Linked DNA regions of Mus musculus: region 2 is linked to region 1. The links are chromatin contacts, called in public Hi-C maps. All regions are on one chromosome and are shown on one strand. The core of a region is the stretch at or near the end of the contact, and the rest is flanking DNA. Distances in the headings are between cores, read along the strand shown. Region 1 overlaps Sparc (secreted acidic cysteine rich glycoprotein). Region 2 has its middle 4.0 kb from the start of Mir7652.

Region 1 (6,718 bases), core at 2,301-4,800:
TCCTGAGCTCCAGAAATGTCTGTTAGCATTCTGTCTAAGCTCCGCCCCACAGTTACCTGGCAACAGCCAGGTAGGGACCCACTATAAAAGGGGCTACTTGCCCCCTCCTCCCTCTCTTTATCTTTTGCTCTTGCCTTCTTGCTCTTACTCTCTCCCCATCCCCCCCCCCCAACATGCTCATGGCTGGCCTCTACTCCTCTCTCTCTGTCTCTCTCTGTCTCTGTCTCTGTCTCTCTGTCTCTCTCTCTCCCTTTGTCTGCCTCTACTACCCTCTCAACTCCCCTCCCCATTCCCTGAATAAACTCTATTCTATACTATATTGCCGTGTGGCTGGTCCCTCGGGGGAAAGGGATGCCTCAGCATGGGCCCCACTGAGGCACCCCCTTCCCGCACACCTGACTACACATCCATAGAACGTATCCATCCCTCCTCTCTTCATCTTTGTATAACCACATCAATGTCCCTATTTGAAAAGCATTCTAATTCAAAATATTAAAAATATTCTGCAGGCCCCGGTCACACACTGATTTTGTTCTACAGTGCTGAAGTATGAATCATTTGAGTTAGCCTTATGAAGGAGCATCCTCATCAGAAAAAGAAGAAAGAAAGGAAGGAAGATGGTTTGGTTGTCTTGATGCTAGTGGTAGGCTCTTGCAATCTTCTCTGAAATGTGCTTCCATGATGGCTAAGACTTCCCAAGAGAGAAGAAAGCCTGAATTAATTTTATGAATGGGTTCACTGAGGCTCATGGAAGGGATGGGATTTACCCAGGATCACAGAGCTGGCACTGTGGGGCACAGAACCATCTCCCTGAGAAGGAGGCTGGAAGGCATGAGGACACTCACATTTGCATGGTCCGATGTAGTCCAGGTGGAGCTTGTGGCCCTTCTTGGTGCCCTCCAGGGTGCACTTGGTGGCAAAGAAGTGGCAGGAAGAGTCGAAGGTCTTGTTGTCATTGCTGCATACCTGTGAGCCAAGCACAGGGCACCTCCTTCATTCCCACAGCCTGACCTGGGATCCCTGTCATTGCCATTTCAGATGTGGGGACAAGGGAACACAAACAGTGAGAACAGCCAAGTTCTCACACATATGGTGGATTAGAGATTGGGGCACAAAAGCCCACTCTACATGCTGCTGTTCCACCATAGGAGGTCATGGGTGATTTTGGAGCAAAGGCACATCTGAGTCAGGGCTAAGGCACAAAAGTTACTTCAAGAACAGTGAGAGACAGGGGAAAAGACACCTGTACATGGAAAAAAGTACACAGCATGCCAGGAGCCATTATCCTTCTGAAACACACAGTGGGGCAGGTGGGATGGCTCAGACAGTGAGGACACTCAAGCTAGGCATGGTGGCACACACCTTTGATCCCAGCCCTCAAGAGGCAGAGGCAGGTGGATCTCTGTGACTTCAAGCCCATCCTGGTCTACAAAGCAAGTTCTAGGCCAGCCAGGGTAGCACAGAGAAGCCCTGTCTCATAAAAACAAAACAAAACAAAACAAAAACAACAACAACAAGAAGAAAAACCCAACAACAACAAAAAACAAAACAAAACAAAAAACCCTGCCTCCAAACTTATGACATACACACATGTGGGCACATACACACATAAATGAAGGAAGGGGAAGAAAGAGAAATAAGGAAGGAAGAGGGGAAGGAGGAAGGAAAGGAAGGAAGAATGCAGCATAAGTTGGCTCTGGCTTGATGCTGATGACAGTTCCCTAGTTGACAAGGACGCTCACTGATCATGGGCTGCTTGCAGAGGATGCTGTAGGCAGAGTACCCATGTCCCTAGTGGGAGTCTGGAAGTGCTCCACACTCAGCAGAAAGCAGCTATAGCATCAGTCCCTGGTGAAGACATTTTTGCAGTGCCAAAGCTAAATAGCTTTGTGTGTGCTAGGTAGGTAGGTGTTCTATTGATGATCAAAATCCTTATTCCTTTACTATTTTATTTTAGAACACTCTCACTCTATTGGCCAGGCTAACCTTAAACACGCTGTGCAGCAGAGCCAAGCCCTGAACTTTCAACTTTCCTCTTACTCCAACCTTTCTGTACCAAGGGTGATAGGCCTGAACCACCAGGGTTTGCCCAAATATAACTGAAAGGCCAATAAGATAGCTCAGCAGGTAAAAGGTACCATATAGTACCTAACTCCAGAGGGTTCCTCTAAGCAGAAATATCACCGCCCCATGTTTGGAGCTGGGATGAAAGACCCCTGTGGAATTCTCCTAGAGGAAGACTCTCCTGGATGTTTCAGCCTCTCCCTGCTTCCCCTGCTATGTGACTATCCAGAATATGGACTTGGGTGAAACGCAGCTGGACCAATTGACTCATTGAGTCCTGCTGGAAAACCTCAGTCATAGAAGAGCAAAACAGAGAGGCTGGGGGTTAACTGGGATCAGGAGTACAGGTAGGAGCAGCCTTTGATCGGGGAAGGACCTGACCTGCAAGTGTGGAGTCTTACACATTGATGCAGGGGAGACCGCAGCATCAAAGAGCAGTGGAATGGGGAAGAAGAGATAAGAGTTAAAAGTGAAGCTAATATGTAAAGCCCAGAGGCAAGGGTTGTCTTGGGGAGATATTGAAAAATGTGGGCTGGGTAGTAGTGGCATATGCCTTTAATCCCAGCACTTGGGAAGCAGAGGCAGGCAGATCTTTCAGTCCAAGGCCAACTTGGTCTACAGAGACAGAAAAAGGAAGAAAAGAGAAATGCACAACTAGATTGAAAGAACTAGAAAGAGATTTGTTGCCCTAAGCCAGATGGTGGACAGCACAATGGTTGGCACAGGTGAGTATTCGAAAAATATTTAAGTGGATAGATAGATGAGTATGTGGATGGATGGGTGGGTGGGTGGATGGATGATGGATGAGTGGGTGGGTGGGTGGGTGAGTGGATGGATAAGTGGGTGACTATGTGGGTGGGTGAGTAGATGAATGGATGGATGGATGAGTGAGGTGAGAAGATGGTTGGTTAAATGGGTGGGTGGATGGATAGATGAATGAGTGAACAGATGAATGAGTGGATGGGTAGAGAGGCAGATGGGTGGGTGGGTGGATGGTTGAATTGATGGATAGCTAAGTGGCAGATAGATTCATGGGTGGATTTATGGTTGTGTGGGTAGATGAATTCATAGAACAGGTGCATGCTGAAAATATGGATGGGTGGATGAATGTATGGTAGGTGCACACATGTTGGAGATAGAATGGAGACATTTGAGAAATAACGCTAGGTCCATGTCACACACCTGGCATCCTCTAACAAATGGCATAGCAGCACTATGAGTTCAGGATTCTCTCTCCATCTTTGGTTGTGAGGGACTAAGACTTGGAGACACTCAGTGCTTTAACTAAAATCTCACAGCTCTCAAGTGATGGAGATGAGGTTGCTAGTCAGTCTTCAAGCAGACCCCAAAGCCCCATGTGGGCCCAAAGCTTTGCTAACTACCAAGGTATTGAAGGACTAGTGAGATGGCTTAACAGGTGAAGGTGCCTGTCACCAAACCAGCTGACCTGAGTTGGAATCCTGGTCTCCTCATGGTGGAAAGAGAGAACCAACCAAGCAAGTCCTCTGACGTCCACATGCATGCATGCCACACACACACTCATACAAAATAAATAAAGTGTAAAAAAAAAGTATGAACTGGAGTGCATTCCTCCTGAGATTATGAGGCACTCAGTGATCATGTTCAACACAGAGCCTGGAACCTGGTGGTAGAAGTAAACTCTTTTTTAAATTCTCAATGGCGGCTAGAAGGGTGGGGCCAGGCAGGCTCTTGCCTGTGACTCAGCTCCACTTTCCTGTTGTGACTGGTTCCAGGGAGGGGACCTTCTAAGAATGGAGCTTCTCCCTCATGTCTGGAGATTTCTGTAGCTGTCTGCAGACACACCAGAAGAGGGCATCGGATCCCATTACAGATAGTTGTGAGCCATCATGTGGTTGCTGGGATTTGAACTCAGGACCTCTGGAAGAGCAGCCAGTGCTCTTAACAACTGAGCCATCTCTCCAGCCTTGCCGTGTCCGGAGATTTCTTAACAAACATTGTGCTTTGCTGGGCCCAGGCCCCAGCTCTTACCTTCTCAAACTCGCCAATGGGAGCAGGGCAGCTGGTGGGGTCCTGGCACACACACATGGGGGTGTTGCTCTCGTCCAGCTCACACACCTTGCCATGTTTGCAATGATGGTTCTGGCAGGGGTCTGGGGAACAGAACATAATGTCAGTTCACCAGGCTGGCATGTGCTTCCACACCACACAGATGGGACTTTGGGGCTGGCAGCCTCGAGGTGTACTCCACTCTCAGAACCAGAGTTTCAGGCAACCCTGATCCTCCATGCTGAACCACGGGTTTAGGGGAGCAGTTTGCTTAGTCTGGGGATTCAGTCGAGAAGGTCGAGACTAGAAACTTCTCAGAGGGTTGGAACCTCTGTCTGGGACTCAGAGACCTGGGGTACATACAGATCCCCCAGTGACTGACACAATAACCAACTTCTCAGTTCTCTGTTGAGCAACTGCAGTGCTGGATTTCTGGATTCAAAGTATTTTCAAGAGTGACTTAAAAGATAGAGCTATTGGCATGAATTCAACTGAGCTGTGAGATCCAATGGTGTAGAATCAGGTGTCCACAAAGGAACAGGAAGAAGAACCCACAGTAGACAATGGGCCCAGCTCTGACAGGAAACAAAGGCTGGGCATGGAAGAGGAAAGGGATATGACTCAAGACCCCAGGCCCAGCCTTTGTTCCAGCAAGCCCTCCTCATTCTCCCCAGACATCCTTAACTGTCCCCTTGAGAGCTCAAGTGGATGCTGGGGATTCAAACTCCGTCTTCATGGTTGTACAGCAAGTGACCTTACCCACTGAGTCATTTCCTTGGGGCCACCATCTGCACCAATGTCTTGTTAAAAAGCCGTGGTTCAAAGGGTTCAAACCTTGTTTGAATCTCGTGGAATTCCAAAGTCCATGGCTTTGGACACGGATGCCTCAGTCTGTGAGCTAAAGCCCTGAGTCACTGTCTCTCTACTTGAGGTATTAGAATTTACGTCAGGCTCTGCTCCCTCGGGCCAAGTGGAAATTAAATGAGCTCAGATGGACTCCAAAGGAGGAGCTTGAACCCAGGCTGAAGCCCTGGGGCAGGAATCTTGGTGACCGGATGTGACCATGACCTCTGTGAGAATCTGACACCAAACTGTGGAGCTTCCTCTGTCCTTCACAGCTTGGATGGCCTGGCTATAAATTAGATCTATCCCAGACTTCCCTGGCTTGAGGGTTCCCAGCTGGCCTTCCACAGCTACCAGAGCTTCCACAATGCATGCCCCTGACTAGAAACGTCCTGTGGGCTGTCCTTAGGCCTCCACCCACACAGCTGGGGGTGATCCAGATACGCCAAGTGACATGGAAGAGACTTACTGTCAGCCACCACCTCCTCGACCGTTTCCTCTGCACCGTCCTCAAATTCTCCCATTTCCACCTGGACTGGGTTGGCACCCACAGGTACCTGGCATGGGAGAGAAAAAAAATGAGTTCAGGGGTTCTCGCCCCACCCCAGACCTGGGAGAGGGTTGCAAGGAAGAAGGGGCCTGCATGATGCTTCAGAAACCCAGAAGAAAGTGAGGGGCATCCAGGGCTGGGTCCAGACCGCCCTCAGCTGTGTGGGCGGAGGTGCTGGTTTTGGTGGAATTCTGTATTTATTATTAGTTTATTCAGTGTATCAGTCTATATTAAAGGTCTAGAGCCCCAAAATTCCGTTAAAATGAATCAGAGGCTACCAAGATGTTAGGATGAGAAGACATACCAATTCCCCCAGGTCTGACAGGCCCAACTGAGTGGGTCCCTTTGTGGGTCCCTTTGTTTCATGCCAAGGGAGACCGTGGATGATAACAGAAGAAGTATGAATCCTCAGAACCTTGGGGCTCAACTGAAGGTTTGGGGGACAGTGAGGAGTGTCTGTGTATACTCAGGTTAGTATCTGTGTCTTGAATGCACACAAGGAGAGAACGCATGCCCTGGTCCAATGAGGAACCCCACTGCACTTGTCTGGATGGCCCAAAGAAGGGACCAGACAGAAAGGGATCAAGGGTGGGGTCACCACCACCACCACCACCACACCACATACGTACCCCTGTCTCCTCCACCACGGTTTCCTCCTCCACTATCTCCTCAGCAACTTCAGTCTGCTGCTGGAAAAGAGAGCAAGGTTCAGGGAGTTAGTCAAGGCCAAGGCCACCCTCTTCTCGGAAGTGTCTCTGGCTGGGAACACAAGCCTGGAGTGAAGGCTTTGATGCCTCTGGCTGGAGCTCACAGTGCCGCTCCATCCTCCTTCCTTCCTTTAAAAAAAAAAATCTGTTATCACAATGATTTTATTTGTGTGTGTGAGTTTTATGTGGGGGATGGAGTGAGCACCCACAGCACAAAGAATGTGTGGAAGCTGAAGGAGCTTGTGGAAGCCGGTTCTCTCCTGCGGTGTGGGTCCTCAGATCGTCAGGATTGGCTGCCAACCCATCTTGCTGGCCCCATCTTTATTTCTTTTTTTTTAAAAAAAAGTACAGAATGCTTCATGTGGCACTATGGCCGTGCCAGTCTTCTCGGTATCATACAAGTTTCAATCAGTCTATTGCTGAAGCAAGCTTGCGTTTTATTATTTCCTTTCATTTTGACAAGGTTTCGCTACAGAGCCCAGGCTGACCTTGAACTTGCCAATTATGTTTTAGCTTTCTAAGAACT
Region 2 (6,718 bases), core at 2,563-5,062, 100 kb after region 1:
AGGTCTAAAAGTGATTTTCACAACTGAGTACTAAGTTGTGCATTTAGAAAAGAAGTTCTTCTTAGTCAGGAGTATTAACCTGATGAGGTGATTAATATTTGCAGTGCAAGGTGAGGGGGTGTCATGGGAGCATGGCAATGACCCACATTCTCTTGAGAACAAGGGTAACAATGATCTGAGAAATAGAGCAACCCGTGGGTGGGTTGGGATATGAAAGGCCCATTCTCTTCTACCTCAAATAAATGTGTAGCAGTACAGCTCTGTGTGTGTGTGTGTGTGTGCTCTCGCGCTCGTGCATGCTCGGGTGTGCATGTATAGGGATGTAGCAGTATTGCTTGTGACTGGTTAGGGAGTTGCTTCAGCCCTGCTTCCCAGCAGCGAGCAGCACTGGGGTGGGAGTGTGCTTTGGAAGGGCACAGGCCTGAACTTGGCAGCACATTTTGCACTGCTGGAAATCTGGATGTCAGTGACACCATGTGAAACCTAAACCTCAGAGCTTAAGAGGCACTCGTGGCCACACAAGAAAGCACAGGCTTTTTCCAGAAGTGCCTGACCCTCAACCTTCTCATGTCAAATTAAGATGCGATTTGTAGGGAAGACTCAGTAGATATTAAATTAAGATTTGATTTGTAGGGAAGACTCAGTAGATGGTTGTTAATGAGCTTAAGACCTAGGACTTGTGATGGGTATTTTAGCCAAGTGAGTCTTCGTGTTTTATGTGTACGTGTTTGGGTGAATGTTGGCCATGTGTGTAGGTGCCTGAGGATGCCTGTGGCCCCTTGGAGCTGGAGTTACAGGTGAGTGAGCCCTCCTACACAGGTGCTGGGAATCGAACTTATGTCCTGGAAGAGCAGCAAGATACTCTTAGGCAGGAGTCCCTGTTGTCAGACCTGTTGGAAGTAAGTAAATCTTAACCAAGACTTTGATTTGCTGTCACTGGGAGGTGGCATTCCTGTGCTTTGCCAGCTCAGCTGCCGCCTTGGAGCAGTGGGGACTGGAGAGTTGAAACAAGGGCCTGTGGCGAATGTTTAGTCCTGGTGCTCAGGAGACCAAGGTGAGAGGACTGAATCCAAAACCAGCCTCGATTACAAAGCCTGGCTCAAGGACAATACAGCAAAACAAGTGAACCCACTTAGTTAGGTTTTATGTCTGCCTTGAATTATGACCCAGTAATAAGGGGAAGAGATGGTGAGAAGCAGTTGAGCAATCAGGGCTTCCAGGAGCAGGCAGGGCCTCGGGCAATACCTACGGTATTGAGCCAAGGAGCCCATTTCCTGTCCAGTGCCTAGGGTGGAATTGCCCCCCCGAAGACCCAGGTGGCATTCAGAACATAGTAGCACCCCTGCTTAGTGAGCTTAGTTGCCCTCTACAGAGCTGCCCCCCCCCCCTCAGGGGATGAGTTTACTGTCTTAGCAAGCTGCATTTTATGAGCTATGGGGAAGGGGACAGGTGGTTCTGTGTGTGTGCAGGAGCTGTCCACCATGGTTTTTTGCTTTTTTTTTTTTGAGACGTCTCACTGTGTATTCCTAACTGTTCTGGAACTTGCTGCGTAGCTTAACCTCTTTTTAACTCACAGAGGTTTGCCTTCCTCTGCCTGCCAAATGCTGGTATTTAAGGCGTGTGCCACCACACCAGGCTCTACCTTGATTTTTTTTTTTTTTAATAAGGCTTCTCACCTGTTACTCTGATTAAGCTGTGATTAAGTCAGTGAGCTCCAGAAACCCACCCATCTGCCTCCGTGTGACACCATGTGTGTTCTACAGACTGAATTCGGGTCCTCACTTTACAGAGCAGTTTCTCCAGAGACCAGGTTTCTGTGTGTCCTGGAACTTGCTCTGTAGACAAGGCTGGCCTCACTCTCAGAGGCCCACCTGTCTCTGCCTGGTGGGATTAAAGGCATGCACCAACACCTCTTGGCTGCTAATGTGATGTTTTAATACCTAAAACTGCCACTTTCTCTGAGGTCCTTTGGCACTCTGTATTCTGTGCGTTGGTATTTTTGCCCCAGGGGCAGTGTTTTGGGTGGAAACATGCCCTGTTGCCAGGCTATGTATGTGCCATGTATGTATTACGAACTCACTGTTCCTTTTCATTTGACTCACACTTGTGGAATGACGAGTCCCCATGATACTCCCGGGTGTTCTGAGACCTTAGCTTCACGTGCCTTCTCCTCCTTGCACATGTGCCTGTGTGCCCCACCTCTCTCTCATGCTGGGTTTTGTCAAGACCTGTCCCCGTTGAGCACTGTAAGTGAACAGATTCACCCCCTTTCATTTTGTTTGTCCGTTTGTAGCTCTGTCGTATTCCTGTCATAAGCAGGGTCTTCCTAGAGGACTCTGCCTCTCTCATGGTTCAGCCTGGAGTTGGAATTACCACCGGGCTAGGTTGTGACTTCTTAAGGAACTGAGAAATGACACTTTGAAGTCCCCATGATGGTTGAGTCAGTGACTGGGGATAGCCGTCCATCAGTTTCAGATCCTGTGACGTTTCAGTACAGGAAGTTCTTGGGAGGCTGGGGCTTGAGAGGGGGGGGCATGTGTGAGGAGGAAGACCCTGGTCTAAGACTTTCTTCCTGCTTGTCCCTAGTCCATTTTAGGCATTATCCTCACAGAACAACTGATTTCTCACAAGCTCAATATTCAAGCTTCACCATGCTAGAAGAGAGTGGTCTGTTTCCTCCCTCCCTGCATCCAGGGTTCAGTTAAATCCCATCATCATACTACCTCAACAGACTTCCCCCTTCACTCCTCCCACCTCCAGGATCTTGCTGGTCTTTGCTTCATCTTTAGATTAATATTTTGGAAACAACTCTGGCCTTGTATCTCCCACACTGTTTTCTCTCACCAGTCCCATAGACTGTAAGCCCCCTGTGGCAGGTTCTATGAATGAGTCAGTCGCCTGTGTTAACCTACAATGGTACCTACCAATAAATATTCATGGCTGAACAAATGAATTCTCTTTTTTCAATGTGAAGTTCTTCAAGTGAAGGGCTTCTCACGTTGCACATAGATTTTTCTCGGGGGTACCTGAAAGATTTCAGAAGTTCTCACAAAATTGGCGACGTCTAACAATTAGGAGTTAACCACAGAAAATTTCAGAAAAACTTTAATTTTTTTCCATTAGAATTGGCATGGATATATGTCTATGGATGGCTCAATAAATATATTTCTATATACAGCACAGAAATTTTACATTCCATCTTCAAACTGCAGAAATAGATTTTTTTTACAAGCCCAAACCAAAACAAAGCAAAAATAACAAAACAAACCCTGTCATAACTTTAATGACTTCATGCAAAAAAAGAAGAAGGGGCCAGAGGGAATTGCTTCTTCAAGGTTGAATGTCCAATGAGAGGTAAAAATATTACTTTAAGGAAGCGGTTGCTTAGCACGCTGCTTAAGGTGGGAGCCAGACAGATCCTTAACTGCAGCTTTAAGGCCATACCTAGTTTATACATATATACAAAGAAGTTTCCATAGAAAACACACGCTCACATTCTCTTCTGGGAAAGGATGAGGAACTTCGTGAGAGTTAGTTGGACCCAAATTTCCAGGTCAATTGGAGCTGCTCCCCTGCCCCCTCGCTACTCTTCAATCTGCTTTGTCTATGTGGCTTGTGGAAACCTCTCCCATCATGGGTGATCATGCCCTTTGCAGCTCAGCCTGCAGTGCCTAGCCTAGCACAGCTCTTGTATGCTTTGGACTTAGACAGTGAAGGTAGGCATTTTACCTCGAATGGACCCCACACCCACACTGGCACTGTGATCAGAAGGATGGCATGACGCCTTTCTGTTCTAGGGTTCCAATGTCTGGTGAGTCAGCGCTGACTCTTGTAAGGGGCTGACCTTTCTTCCTTGAGTATTGTGACACATTTCAGTTGGAACCTAGCTTTTTGGGGGAGGGAAAAAGGAAATGTAAAGTTACCCAAAGATTCATCTGGAGTTTATTCTGTCTAAAATCCCAAGCCAGAGAACTTTTAAGACAGGTTAGCTCTGTGCAAATACCTAGCTGGATGAACTAGTGACAGACAACAAAGGGCATATGCCCTTTGGAGGTGACTCCCAGGTCCACACTAGCCTATCTCAAGCTAGTGAATGCAGCTGTAGTCCAGATGAGGAGCGGGAACTGACCAAGTCTGAGATGAACAAGGTAAACCCAGCATTGCTCTTGACCACCCGGGCATATTGAAAGCCAGTCTGATCTGGTTTGGAAGCCCCATGTCTTGTTTGAAGAGTCACTTCATTTTTATTAATGCTATCCTCTTTGGATAGCACAGTCAAGTACTTACTTGCATGGACCCCAACAGGGCTATAATGACGTTTATCCTGACACCCACAAGAGGGCCTCAAAGTATTTTGTTTTGACCACTTGGTTTTTGAGACAGGATCCCACTATTCAGCTCAGGCTAGTCTGGAACTTACTCTGTAGCTTGGGCTTAGATCTTTCTGCCTCAGCCTCCATGTGCTGGGGTTACAGGCATGCACCACACAACTGGCTGTCCTGGTCACTTTGGGATTCACTCTGTCTATTCCAAGCCTATGGCAACTGAAGACAAATATTCTGTGCAGTTATTCAAATTTTTCTTTGAGGGCACTGAGGTCTCTGCTGTGCCAATCTTTTATAAGCAGAACTCTGTTTACTTAAAAGAGAAGAGGGCATGACCCTTACCCCTTTGTTGTTGTGAGTATTCGTGTCAGCATGTAGTAGGCATTGTATGTGGGTTCAGTAGGAGAAGGAAGCGAGATGAGCCACCTCGGAGTCCAGCTCATTTGTCTCATTTTAACTTGTTAGTGGTGATATTATTATCATAGCTCCAGCATTGGATGATGAAATCATGAGTTCATGAGATTGGATGGGTCTGAAATGCTGTGCAATTTATTTCATCCAACATTCCCCCTTCATTGATGCTCTTCTGGCTAAACTGGCGTGCTGAGGGCACGGTGTCTTTTAACATGAGGTAGAGATGCATCCAACATAGAGAGCATTAACGTGTCTAGCAGCTTTTGTGAGGCCCTCCTCCCTGATGCACTTTCAAGCTAAGACTTGGTCGGGAACAATCTTTTATGAAGGGAGATACTATGAACCACTCTGCCAAAATACTCCTCCTAAATTTGTCACAGGAAGGAAGGCAAGTTCCAGAGGGGCGGGGCAGGGGGAGGGAATCTGCCTTTGGCGTGCACATGTGCACCTGTGTGGTGTGGCAGCATCTGGCTCCTGTCTGTGTCTTTTCCTCCATGTTATTTTTTTTCTTCTTCTGATTTTGTGGTTGGAATAAATTGTCTCTAGGTTGGGGAGTGGTTTTGCTAAGAATGAAGAAAACATCCTAGACTTTTTTTCCTCCAGGTCTGCCTTTCAGTTAGATCAACAAAAAGGTGATGTCTGGAAACAAATTCGGCTATAGAAACACCTTCATTATACTGCTAGGGATATGGTTCGGTGGTAGCCTTGCATGCCAAGGGTCACAGTTTTAATCTCCAGCATCACAGGGGGAAAACAGAAAGAAGCCCAGGTCTTCACTGTATGCATCATACACTCCATCAGCTAACTGCTCCAGGAAGAACTTTCCCAGTCATGGTTCATGCCCTGCCCTTTGCAGAATCACAACTTTCAGGGCTCAGTCAGTAAAGTGCTTGCTGCAGGAGCCTGAGGGCCCGAGTTTGGATTCCCAGACCCGTGTAAAAGCTGGATATAGCTACCTCTCACCTCTATGCACACACATGCACACACATACATACATCACACACACTTACATCTCACACACCACAACACATGTAAAGAAGCCCGAATCCCATGCTCTTAAGCTCTCGGCACTTCATGGGATGAATTGATGCCCTTTAAGATGTGAGTTGCCAAGCTTTATAGGCGTCTAAGATGAAGGAAAAGTGGGTTCTCCCATGAGAAGTACAGAAGGTGCTGAGCAGACTGGGGACATCGGAAGTCAGAAAGGTGATGGAAGCGTCTTACTCTGCCAAACGTCTAGTGAGACCTGATCTGCGGCGTGTCCTATAAGTGGTTCCGGTAACCACAGACCACCTCTCCTAACCTGTCTTCCACATGTTACCCTTCACCTGCGAGAACAAGCAATGCTTACAGGAGTCCCTTCACTTTATCTCCAGATCTCAGCTCTTGCTCAGTCTGCCTGATACTGCCCTGTCCAGGCTATCAGAACGTCACTTGTTCCTTATGTGACTGCTCAGCTTGGGTTTCCGACACACCACAGCCTACTTCTTTCCCTCTCTGTGGCATCCTCCATCTCCCATGCTAGGAACCACTTCAGAGCTTCAGTCACTGTCTCCTACGTTGTTTTATTTGGATGCTCAGCTTTCATAGTATACCACTTCCAGGCTTAGCATAGCACATGCAGGGGAGGTTAAAAGAAAGTCATAGGGAAATTGGGAATACTTTCTGCTTATAATGTCATATGTAGCTATAATTTAGTCTTGGCTGTGGCGTACGATAATATTAGAGAATTCTCTGGCCCACTAAGGCCAAGTTGCTTTGTCCAGACCGAAACGTTCAAAGGCAAGTATGTATTTTTCCTTTGGAGGCCCACTGAGCCAGGCTTGGTCTTCACTAGAATCCAGTTAGAATGAAACTGCCCTTCCTACACAGAAGGGGTGGTCTGGGGGCTCTCAGGACAGAAGCTAACATGTTCCTACATCTATGGTTTGTGGGCCTGTTTTGTCAACACCCTGGCTTTGGGGTGCAGTTTTGGGGGT

What was found. A called contact is a pair of places that touch in the nucleus more often than the background predicts.
Region 2: a Hi-C map of embryonic fibroblasts shows a contact between it and region 1, with 7 times the contacts expected there. The contact joins two enhancer-like sites. A contact is called at or near these places in 1 of 15 datasets of contacts at CTCF or cohesin (the NIH/3T3 cell line), 5 of 484 Hi-C or Micro-C datasets (B cells, the G1E-ER4 cell line, embryonic fibroblasts and 2 more), 2 of 115 datasets of contacts at active chromatin or transcription factors (embryonic stem cells and extraembryonic endoderm stem cells) and 3 of 9 other capture datasets (adipose tissue, liver and pancreatic islet).

What each region holds. Positions count from the first base shown.
Region 1 is chr11:55,401,106-55,407,823 of GRCm38.p6, forward strand. Sparc (secreted acidic cysteine rich glycoprotein) reads right to left here. Exons shown (of 10, transcript NM_009242.5): 3 at 6,115-6,174; 4 at 5,405-5,492; 5 at 4,075-4,196; 6 at 846-966. Among named protein-coding and RNA genes, the nearest start is that of Sparc, 16 kb to the right of the region's middle. Within about 2 kb of position 3,551, at least 34 of the 459 cell types and tissues checked have an H3K27ac peak or open chromatin away from gene starts, as enhancers often do. A contact at or near this core is called in embryonic fibroblasts, where this site is marked.
Region 2 is chr11:55,501,894-55,508,611 of GRCm38.p6, forward strand. No RefSeq gene overlaps it. Among named protein-coding and RNA genes, the nearest start is that of Mir7652, 4.0 kb to the left of the region's middle. Within about 2 kb of position 3,813, at least 35 of the 459 cell types and tissues checked have an H3K27ac peak or open chromatin away from gene starts, as enhancers often do. A contact at or near this core is called in embryonic fibroblasts, where this site is marked.